2 separate regions of the Mus musculus genome follow, and region 2 is linked to region 1. Evidence: chromatin contacts called from public promoter capture Hi-C data. All regions are on one chromosome and are shown on one strand. The core of a region is the stretch at or near the end of the contact, and the rest is flanking DNA. Distances in the headings are between cores, read along the strand shown.

Evidence for each region. Capture Hi-C pulls out chosen DNA fragments and counts their contacts.
Region 2: a contact with region 1 is called in a promoter capture Hi-C map of adipose tissue. The contact joins the promoter of Il18bp here to the promoter of Anapc15 in region 1. A contact is called at or near these places in 10 of 39 promoter capture datasets (the 3T3-L1 cell line, 3T3-L1-derived adipocytes, embryonic stem cells and 6 more), 7 of 115 datasets of contacts at active chromatin or transcription factors (the HPC-7 cell line, the SCID.adh cell line, acute myeloid leukemia and 4 more) and 5 of 9 other capture datasets (adipose tissue, bone marrow-derived macrophages, liver and 2 more).

The regions. Positions count from the first base shown.
Region 1 is chr7:101,892,506-101,897,666 of GRCm38.p6, reverse strand. It overlaps Anapc15 (anaphase promoting complex C subunit 15), which reads right to left and starts at 1,336. Exons shown (of 6, transcript NM_027532.4): 1 at 1,217-1,336.
Region 2 is chr7:102,016,382-102,021,663 of GRCm38.p6, reverse strand. It overlaps Il18bp (interleukin 18 binding protein), which reads left to right and starts at 3,432. Exons shown (of 7, transcript NM_010531.2): 1 at 3,432-3,554; 2 at 4,000-4,067; 3 at 4,313-4,377; 4 at 4,723-4,914; 5 at 5,263-5,282. The coding sequence starts at 4,350. It overlaps Rnf121 (ring finger protein 121), which reads left to right. Exons shown (of 9, transcript NM_029211.3): 9 at 1,172-2,527. The coding sequence ends at 1,292.

The DNA of each region.
Region 1 (5,161 bases), core at 87-2,586:
AGTAAAGCTGTATGTTGCTTAAAGAGAGAAGAGACTGGGAGCCAGAGATGGAATGTGGCATTGTGATTATGCACAAGATTAGCAATAGCAGAGATCTAGTAAAATTCATTTTAAATACACACACACACACGCACCACAAAACTTATTTTTTGCTCTTTTGATTCATGTCACATCCAACCAGTGCAAAATGGTGTGGACATGAACCACCTCTCTCACCAACCAGTCAAACTGCAGTACACACAACCAAGGATAAAAGAAATTCTCAGAGGGATGAGTAAATAACAAACAAATGAAGAATGAACTAACATGGAAGAGAACAAAATCAACTCTGTGGGCTGAAGCTGCTGACCAGGAAGGTCACCAAGAAGCTGAACTAAAACGCCCTGGCTCACAAACCCAGTGACATGTAGAGCTTGACTTTGGCCACACACTCGATGGGGGCTTAAATCCTACGCAAGGCAGGGATCCTGGCCCAGCACTGTAGGAAGGGCACAGGAAAAAATAGAGTTGGTGTCTACCTTGGTGTTTCCCCCTATTTTTAGTAAATGAAACAGGGTTACAATATTTAGCCCTGACTGTCGTGGAATTCTCTATATAGACCAGGCTAGTCCCAAACTCACAGAGCTCCGCATGCCTCAGCCCCCGGATGCTGGGATTAAAGGCGTATACCAGCCCCCACACCCGGCCCTACTCTAGCTTTTGTTCCAACTTAATTTGACCCACGCAGAACTAGACGCTGTCATTCCCTAGACCAAAGCCCCCCCAGGTCCGTGTGATGGGGGAAAAAAAAAAAGGCGCGTCCACCACGATCCCGAAAGCACTGACAGATTTTATATACTAAAATTCTACCCACCACCGCCCATTCTTTGCTCATTATGATAATGACTGCGAGATTGACCAACAGGAAGGAGGCAGGGGCGGGTCTCCGTCAGGATTTTGACCTTATAGGGATGCTAATCGCAAAATGCGCGCGGCCTGGCCGAAGCCAATTAACTGCAAGAAATGCTGGGTGACAGGAAGTGAAACCAATGCATGACGGACCATGTGCGATGGGTGGGGCTTAGACTCTAGGAAACGGCCAGTGAGCAGGATGTCTTTAAGAGTAAAAATGGGGAAAATGAACTGCTAGGGAAGCGAGTCAAAGGAACTGGGTTTCTCTGGAAGCCGGAAGAAAGAACAAGCAAGGAAACGGCAGCAGTCTCGTTTCCGCACTTACCGCGCCAAGAGCCGGCAGCCGGCGGCGACCCGGAAGCGTTTCCCCAGGTCTGAGCGGAAGAACCCACCAGAATCCGGGACTCACTAACGCATGCGTCTTGCGTCTCCTTTTGTTTCCCGCTTCAACACCGAGCCGGAAGTGATGTTGATGTACTTTAGTTACGTACTAGTTGGGGGAGGACCCTCGCTTGCCCCGCCTACCTGTCAGCTCCTCCTTGAATCTCCAGCGGCAGGGTTTCTCCAGGCTAGCCCCTCGCCTGCGTTCGACTAGTCCCGCCCTCCTGCCACTCGGCGGTGTTTGCGTGTTAATCTCCTCGAAATAGTATGGTTTCCAGAAATGTTCGCTTGTGTGGATGCCGTGTGTGCTGCTGCGTTCCAAGAAACATCTGTTTCTTCCCTTCTGTTCTCTCAGACTCGGTTTTCTGTTTGAACCCTTCTCCTCCTCCTCCTCCTCCTCCTCCTCCTCCTCCTCCTCCTCCTCCAACTCCTCCAAGATCTATTTATTATATGTAAGTACACTGTAATTGTTTTTCAGACGCACCAGAAGAGGGCATCAAATCTCGTTACGGATGGTTGTGAGCCACCATGTTGCTGGGATTTGAACTCGGGACTTTTGGAAGAGAAGTCAATGCTTTTAAGCGCTGAACCATCTCACCAGCCCCTCTTTTCTTCTTTTTTAATTTTGGTTTCTCGAGACAGGGAACTCAGAAATCCACCTGCCTCTGCCTCTGCCTCTGCCTCTGCCTCTGCCTCTGCCTCTGCCTCTCTGCCTCCCAAATGCTGGGATGAAAGGCATTCGCCAGCACTGCCCGGCATCCATTCTTTTCTTTCTGAGAGGATACCTTGAACATGCTAGACAAGCCTCTGTCATGGAACTACATCATATTCATAATATTTACTTTTCTTTTTTGAGACAAGGTTTCATTGCGTATTCCTAACTGGCCTGAAATTCACTATCTAGACCAGGTTGGCTTCGAAGTCTTCCTGTTGGTATTAAAGCTGTGTAACACCACGCTGGCCTCTTTTTTATCTATTTAAAATTTTATCTTATGTATATGTGTGTTTGAACATCGTGTGTGTGTGTGTGTGTGTGTGTGTGTGTGTGTGTATGCATGTGTATGTATGTGTAGGCCCAAGAGTGATGCTGGGAATTTTCCTCAATTGCTCTTCTATCTTATTCTTATTCAATACCACAAGTCCCTGCTATCGCTGGTCTGACTATCCAGGTTCTCTGAGAATTCTCTGTCTTTACAGAAATTACAGGCTGGTTGCCATAACCATCCAGCAATCATGTGGGTTCTGAGGACCCAAACACCAATCCTGGCTTCTTTTACAACAAGCACTTTAACCCCTAAGGTATCTCCCCAGGCCTGTACATTCTTTGTCTACGCTGTTTCTTCTGTAACTAGCATGATAATCTGCCTGGTTTTCCTCCTGTTCTTGGCTCTGGTGAAGAGTGATGAGATAGAACTGTTCAAGAGGTTCCGTATGTGCTTCCTATCAAATCTGATTGTATGGCCCAAGAGGTCAGCTTCAGCTTCAAACGTTTTCAAACGTTAGCAAGCTCTGCTTATTAAAATTGTAGCACTCAGGGACCTGAGACAAGAGGATGTGAAGTTCAAGATTAGACTGGGCTATGTAGCAAGCTCAATGCCAGCCTGAAATGTATAAGCCCCTGTCTCTCACAAAAACAGGTGCAAATTTTAAAAATAAAAATAACGGACAGTGAGATAGTTCAGTGGGTAGAGGCACTTGCTAACAAACCAAGGACCCAACTTCAATCCCTGGACCCACATGGTAGAAAGAGAAAGCTGCCTCTCACAAGTTGTCTTGTGACCTGCATGTGCACACTGTAGCAGTTCTCTGCTGCCTTGCACACCAAATAAATGTGCATCAGAAAAAAATTGTTAACTAGATGTAGTGACAATGTTGGTTTCTTTAAAAACACAGAAATATTGTAAGAATCTTTTCCTGGGGTTTGCAAGTATGGCATCTTGGAAGGTGAAGCGGCACATGCCCCGCCCCCACGCCCAACCCCCAGCATTTAGAAGGCAGAGGTAAGAGAATATCTGTGAATTATAGGCCAGCAAGGCTACATAAAGAGACCCTGTCCCAAAATAGAAAATAAATGAACCCACAAAACCAAATATATGTGCATCACTTCTGAGCAGTGAATATACATCAGTGAACAAATAGACCCTCCTGTGGTGGCAGCTTTTGTTCCAGTGAGAGAAACAATAAAGAAGTTACAAATAATATAAATAACAGTTTTAAGATCGGAGTAAATACTTAGAATAAAATATTGTAGGTAGGGGGTTGGGATTTAGTTCAATGATAAAACCTAGGTTGGTCCTCTGCTCCAGAAAAACAGAATTTATAGGCGTAATATTTTAGGGGGTGGGGACAAGAAAATCAATGGGATAGCAACTTTTGAGTAGTTGGGGAGTGGGAAGGGAAGAAGTGAAGGAGAAAAAAGGGGTAGATAGGAGCCGGGCGTGGTGGCACACACCTTTAATCCTAGCACTCAGGAGGCAGAGGAAGGCAGATTTCTGAGTTCAAGGTCAGCCTGGTCTACAAAGTGAGTTCCAGGGCAGCCTGAGCTATACAGAGAAACCCTGTCTTGAAAAAAAAAGGGGGGGGGTAGATAGAAGATAGTAGATGGATGAATAGATATATAGATAGATAAGTAGGTAGGTAGGTAGGTATATAGGTAGGCAGGTAGGTAAATGGATAGAGACCAAGCACCTCATGTCAAAGCCCTAGAAGGGTTTCAGCACAGTGTCCTATGTAATGAAAACATGGATGAAGACAGACAGGCGGTAGTAATCAGATGGATGCCGCCTTGCAGATAGGTCAAGTGTGGACGCTGGCTTTTCTATTGTACAGGGAGCAAGTGAGGGGTTATGAACAGTAGATGCATTCAATCTGCTTTATATTTTAACAGTTACTTTGTCTCATTTAGAAAAAAATTGGGGAGCACAGCCGCATGGGCAGGGAGACACCTTAGGAGCCTATTACAATAATCCGGAGGTATGGGGACAGACGAAGTAGCCCAGCAATTAAGAGACTCTACTGAATCAAAATGGTGAAACTCTCACCTTAGTATGGTTAACCTTAGATTCTACGGGCTGGCTTGGAACTGGCAATGTAGCTGAGGATAGCTTGAACTCCTGATCATCCTAAGGACAGGGATTATGTGTGTATTCTAGCACAGTGACTTTCACTGAACTAGCCTGTGATTGAGAGAGTGATAGTATTCATTGCTATCATTATGTGGAATCCTTTATCTTTGGCATTATATTCATCAAAACTTTTTTATGTTGTCATCTGCAATACATTAAATGGGGGTTATACTGCTAAATGAACTGCTCTTACAGAGGACCAAAGTTCAGTTCCCAGCAGCTATATACATATTAAGAGGTAACCACTTGGATTCTCTTAGTAACCATTTGGAGTTCCAACTCAAGGGCTTTTCAGATCTTGCTGGGCACTGTATTCATATGTACAAATTCACACACAGACATATACATTATACTAATAATTAAAAATAAAACAAGCCGGGCATGGTGGCACACGCCTTTAATCCCAGCACTCCGGAGGCAGAGGCAGGCAGATTTCTGAGTTCGAGGCCAGCCGGGTCTACAAAGTGAGCTCCAGGACAGCCAGGGCTATAAAGAGAAACCCTGTCTCGAAAAACCAAAAAAAAAAAAAAAAAAAAAAAAAAGGTCTACTGTGGCCCAACTTTGTACAAAACCATGATTCTGTTTGCTACCCCCATAGATTTTAAGCTTCTAGAGGGTAGAGGTGGGATGGTCTCTGTACCTTTAAGGCCATTCTTTTCTTTTTTTAAAGGTTTATTTATTTTATGTATATGAGTACATTGTCCCTGTCTTCAGAAACATCAGAAGAGTCATTGAATTCCATTACAGATGGTTGTGAGCCACCA
Region 2 (5,282 bases), core at 2,183-4,682, 120 kb before region 1:
ACTATACAAAGAAACCCTGTCTGGAAAAGGCAAAAAAAGTGGGGGAGGGGCAGGTAACTATAACCTATTCCCAGCCTTTTCTGCCATGGGTTTGTAGAGTGTCATGTCTGTCAGACTCAGGCTAGGCTGTTTGTCATTTCTGAGAAGGTGGTGTATCTATTTTACCCCTCCACTTCTCATTTCTGTCTCCAGTCCCCTCTGCTCTCCTTCTTTTGATTTTCTGGGTTCAGCTTTTCATTCCAACCTAGAGAGCTGAAGAGAATCTGGGTAGCTTGATTTTTACTAGGCTATGGAACAGCTTAAAAGTCTTGGCAGGGGCTGGAGAGATGGCTCAGTGGTTAAGAGCACTGACTGCTCTGCCAGATGGTCCTGAGTTCAATTCCCAGCAACCTCATGGTGGCTCACAACCATCTGTAATGGGATCAGATGTACTCTTCTTTTTTTTTTTTCTTCAGAGTATCTTTTCCCAGCCCTTGGAATACAGTGACTCTCTTGCTGGGCTGCATGCAGCCATGCATTAATGTAATTGTTGTAAGAAACTGCACACACCTCAGGAGGTCCGTTCTAGTACCCATCAGTCACAGAGTTTTACTGCTGTGCACAGACACCATGACCAAGGCAACTTTTTTTTTTTTTTTTTACTTTATTGGATATTTTCTTTATTTACATTTCAAATGTTATCCCCTTTCCTGGTTTCCGCTCCAAAGAACCCCTCCCCTTGCCCCCTCCTCCCTCCCCCTGCTCCCCAGCCATCCATGGGACTGTGCACAGGGTCCCCAGTGAAGGAGCTAGAGAAAGGACCCAAGGAGTTGAAGGGGTTTGCAGCCCCATAGGAGGAACAACAATATGAACTCCCAGGGACTGAACTACCAACCAAAGAAACACATGGAGGGACTCATGGCTCCAGCTGCATATGTAGCATAGGATGGCCTAGTCGGACATCAGTGAGAGAAGTTTCCCTTGGTCCTGTGAAGGCTCTATGCCCCAGTGTAGGGGAATGCCGATGCACTCTTCTAGTGTGTGTCTGAAGACAGCTGCGGTGTACTCATATAAATAAAAAATAAATAAATCTTAAAACAAAACTCTGGGCAGACCCAAGGTAGGCCTTCTTACCATGCTGGTTAGAGTAACAGCTACTGTATATTGCGTGTGATCCTTAACATGCTAACAGCTGGGAAAGGCCTCATGTCATGTATGGACAGCTGCTAGACTGGCTTCGATACTTGGTAGCCTGGCAGCCTGTCATCATTGGCCTGGTACAAGGCATCAGCTACATCCTGGGCCTCGAGTAATCAGAAATCACATCCCTGGAGAACCCACCACCCACTATGGACCTCAGGGCACTCTCCGTGCTGCCCACAAAGACTTGGGTGGAAAAGACTCAAAGGCACTTGGGCCATTCAGGACCACCCCAGCTGTGTCTGGGTTGGTGGGGAAATGATGGAGAACCAGCCAGTGGGGCTGTCAGCAGTGGGGGCTTTTTAAAAGAAAATTATTTTGATGAATATATTTAAATTTTTTTATTGTGGAGCATAGGAATTGTCCCCCATTCCTAGGCCTAACCTTGCTTGAACAGGGTTGGGCAAAGCTGCGGTATTATTGGTTGAGAGGCGTCTTCTCACCTCTGGCTGAGAGCACTGGTGGGTTTGCAGGAGGCTGGGTGCTTCAGCCTACCCTTCCCCTTCCCCTCCCTTCCCTCTGCAAGGCTCAAGCCTGGTTTGCACTCAGTGTAGAAGAGCTCAGACGGGTGCCAGATTAGCACTGAGCGGTAAAGGGTCTCTTCATCTCTGGACATGATGGGTGTTGTGTATGACTCTGTTGCCTTTTTGTCTGGAAACTAAAGGCTGGGGGTGGCAAAATCAATGACTTTTCTAACTAGGGAAGCCCTGTGGCCTCCAAATTCACTGACATGTTTTGGAACAGCTAGAAATATGAGCAGCATGGATAACCTGCCCCTGAGCAGGGCCATTGCCAGGCAGAGTATAAAAGCAATCTATATATCATTAAGCTGTGGAAGCTACATTGGCAGCAGCGAATGTTGCAGCTTCTTGTGCAAGTACACCCTTCATGGAAGTGTTGACATGTGCCAAAGGGTACTCTGCACATCACTTCCTTCCTGAAAGCCTAAGAGTGTGTATGTTTGTGTATGCACAGAGCAGACAGACTAATGGATCTCTGTTTTCTGCCAGTCATCAGTGTGCCCTTGAAGCTAAGAGGGGATTCCAGCCCAGGAAACGTCCCTAGGTAGGCTTGGTCATTTGTGGGTTTTTCCCAGGCCTGACGTTAAGAATGGTGAGTGCATAGGCAGAATGAGGCCTGAATAAAGATGGGCTCTGAAAGGGGACTTCTGAGCAGGCCTAACTGTAGTCCTGGAAGTCTGAAGAAAGGGGGAGGGCATCATGGGTCAGCAGCACTGGGTGTCTAGAGAAATTTGGCCTGGCCCATTTGAAGGCAACAAGAACCAAACAGGATCTTGTCATCACATCTGAATAAAGCTCCATGAGCTGGCTGCAAAGCTGGACACGCATTTGCCTTTTTTTTTTTGCCACCTCTTTCCCGGGCCCCCTGGGGTATCTTGGCTTCTTGCATCCCACCTGAGAGCCGGAACCTGGAGCCATTGGTCCTGCCTTCTCACCCATCCTCCCTCTGTGAGAGTGTGTGTGTGTGTGTGTGTGTCTCCTGTCCTACGGCATCAGGGGCCCTGAGGCCTTCACCCCCAGTCTGAGACTAGTACCCTGATACCCCCACAACTCAGCCTGTTCTCTTACTCAGCTGTGGCTTCCTTTTTCCCTCCATCCTCAGAGGAATGAGAGCTGAGCAGAAGGCCAAGAGACAGGCTACTCTTCCTTTGGTATTTGTCCTCCCCTCTCCCTAAGGTGAAGGCTACGTCTATGTTTTACCTTTAGTCTTGTAAGGTACAGTGCAGTTCCTCGTCCTGCACCCCTACCCAAACCCCAGTGGAATGAGAAATCCCCCAATGGCTGTGTGTGGATGCACAACTTCTGGACCTAACTCCTAGAGATCCTGGATTCTGAGGGAGTTTTGCCCTGAATTCAGCAACCTAGGTGGTAGAGGGTAGGTGGACTGCTCAAAAGAAATGTGACTGTGCCACATAGAAGACAGCTTTTAGCCTCCTGCATCTGAACCAGGTATGAATCTATTCCCACAGGTCCTTCCAACCTGCTCCATCCCACTTGTCACCAGTTCTACCCTCTGGTGACAGAATCACAGACCTAAGAGCACAGCACTTTGCCCCAAGTGTGCGCATTGGTCGTTCTGCCCCAAGAGGTTCTGGCACATGCAGGGAGCATGGCTTCAGGGTTTTGTTTGATTCTAATTTTGTTCTTTCCAAGTACCAGTCTCTGAGCTACTGGAGCCAGTGTTGCGGAAGTGCCTTCCTGGCTATTTGGGGTCAGCTCTCGCTTGGCTGGGAGTTTTGTACACGAGCCAGGCAGGGAAGTTGCTCCTTCCTGTGGTGAGATTTTCTTGGGGCCAGGCAGCTATCCTGGCTGAGCCTTAGAGCTCCAAGAAGCTATTCGGGGCTTAGGAGCCAGGTAGGAAGATCTAAATTTACTGAAAACGAACCTGTACAAGTGGCTGTGGCTGTGTGTGAAGGCTGGTGTTAAGTGATACACCTGACCTTGGGGTGAGGGATGGGAGTGGGGGAGCTTGAGAGAAACTACGATATTAATGGGCCAGTGAGGCACTGAATGTAAAAAGGTCAGTGGTTCAATTTGGGGTTCCCAGTACTAATAAATACTGCCTCCTTGGAGTTTGTTCTGGAGAAAGGAAAGTTGGCTGTGAAGGGTGGAAGGGGCAAGACAGGTACAGACCTGTGAGAGACTCATCTTTCTCACCCCTTCGCTAACCTTAGAGAGAGGGGTGAGGTAGATAGAGGATTCCTGTGAGTTTGGAGAGGGGCCCATTCGGAACAGCCTGCTTTCGATTGGGATTCCTAGCTAAGAAAGTGAAAGTGAAAATAGGTGCTCGATTTCCTAGAAGCTGACTGCTGCCTGCCCTTCCCAGAAGGAGGCTGGCAAGCTGGCAAACGGACTGTTGCTTCCCAGGTAAGTCCCTGGCTTTTAGTACTTTCTCTCCTTCCTAAGGGGGTATAAGTTATATAAGTGCTGTTTGGAGCTGGTATGAGAGAAAATTGTTACTATTAACACCAGCAGTGCCTTAAGTGTGGATAGCCCAGCTGGTGGCTACAGGTCTGCCCTCTAAACTACCAGCTCAAATGGGTGTCAGTAACACTGCCTGAGGGAAAGAACACAGATGTAGGGCTAGCTGACTTTTACTTATTTTTTTCCAGAGGAAGTCACAGACACCAGACTTGCTTGCAAGTCATCATGACCATGAGACACTGCTGGACAGCAGGTGGGACATTAGGCTTTGTGGCTCTTAAAGGAATGGAGCTATGTGGCTAACTCTGCTACCCAACACCCCCCACCCCAAGGAAGTTCCATCCAATTCTTCCATTGCTGTAAGCGCCTATGTAGCTACTTTGGTTCTGGCTCCATTTCAAGGCTCCTTTGCACTACATTCAGCAGAGCCGAGGGGTGGGGGCTAAACGGTCTCCACCCACTCAGGTTCCTGGTGAGAACCTAGGAGTATCTGGGTCGAGGTCTGTTCCTACCCAGGTAGCAGCTTGTCCCCAACTAAGATGGGTGCTAGAAAGCTGAGCTTCAGTTTTATTTACAGCTGTAACTGTTTGTTCCTCAGGCCCCAGTTCTTGGTGGGTCCTGCTTTTGTATGTCCATGTCATTTTGGCCAGAGCCACATCTGCACCTCAGACAACTGCCACTGTCTTAACTGGAAGCTCAAAAGACCCATGCTCTTCCTGGTCTCCAGCAGTCCCAACTAAGCAGTACCCAGCACTGGATGTGATTTGGCCAGAAAAAGAAGTGCCACTGAGTAAGCAACAAGTATGGGAGCCCAAGAGGATACAGTTGCCAGAAGCAGGCTGTGAATACAGAGTTGGGGGGTGGGGGTTTGACTTGGGAGTGTTACTTCCAACCTGCCAAGAAGCACCAGGCCAGACCAACTTGTCTCTGTGTTCACCATTCTACTGCCCAGCTTCCCAGATGGTTCCTATAGAAGAGAACTCAGACATAGGCAATGTAGAACCTCACAGGGCCTAGGTTGCAATTTTCCTATGTAGGTAGGACACAGGTCTTATGTTTCTGATTTATGACTAAGTGGAGCTTGGCAGGATAGGGGCCTCTGTTTTATAGAATAACTAACAGTCAAATGTGCTCCTAGATGGAACTCTGACCTTGTCC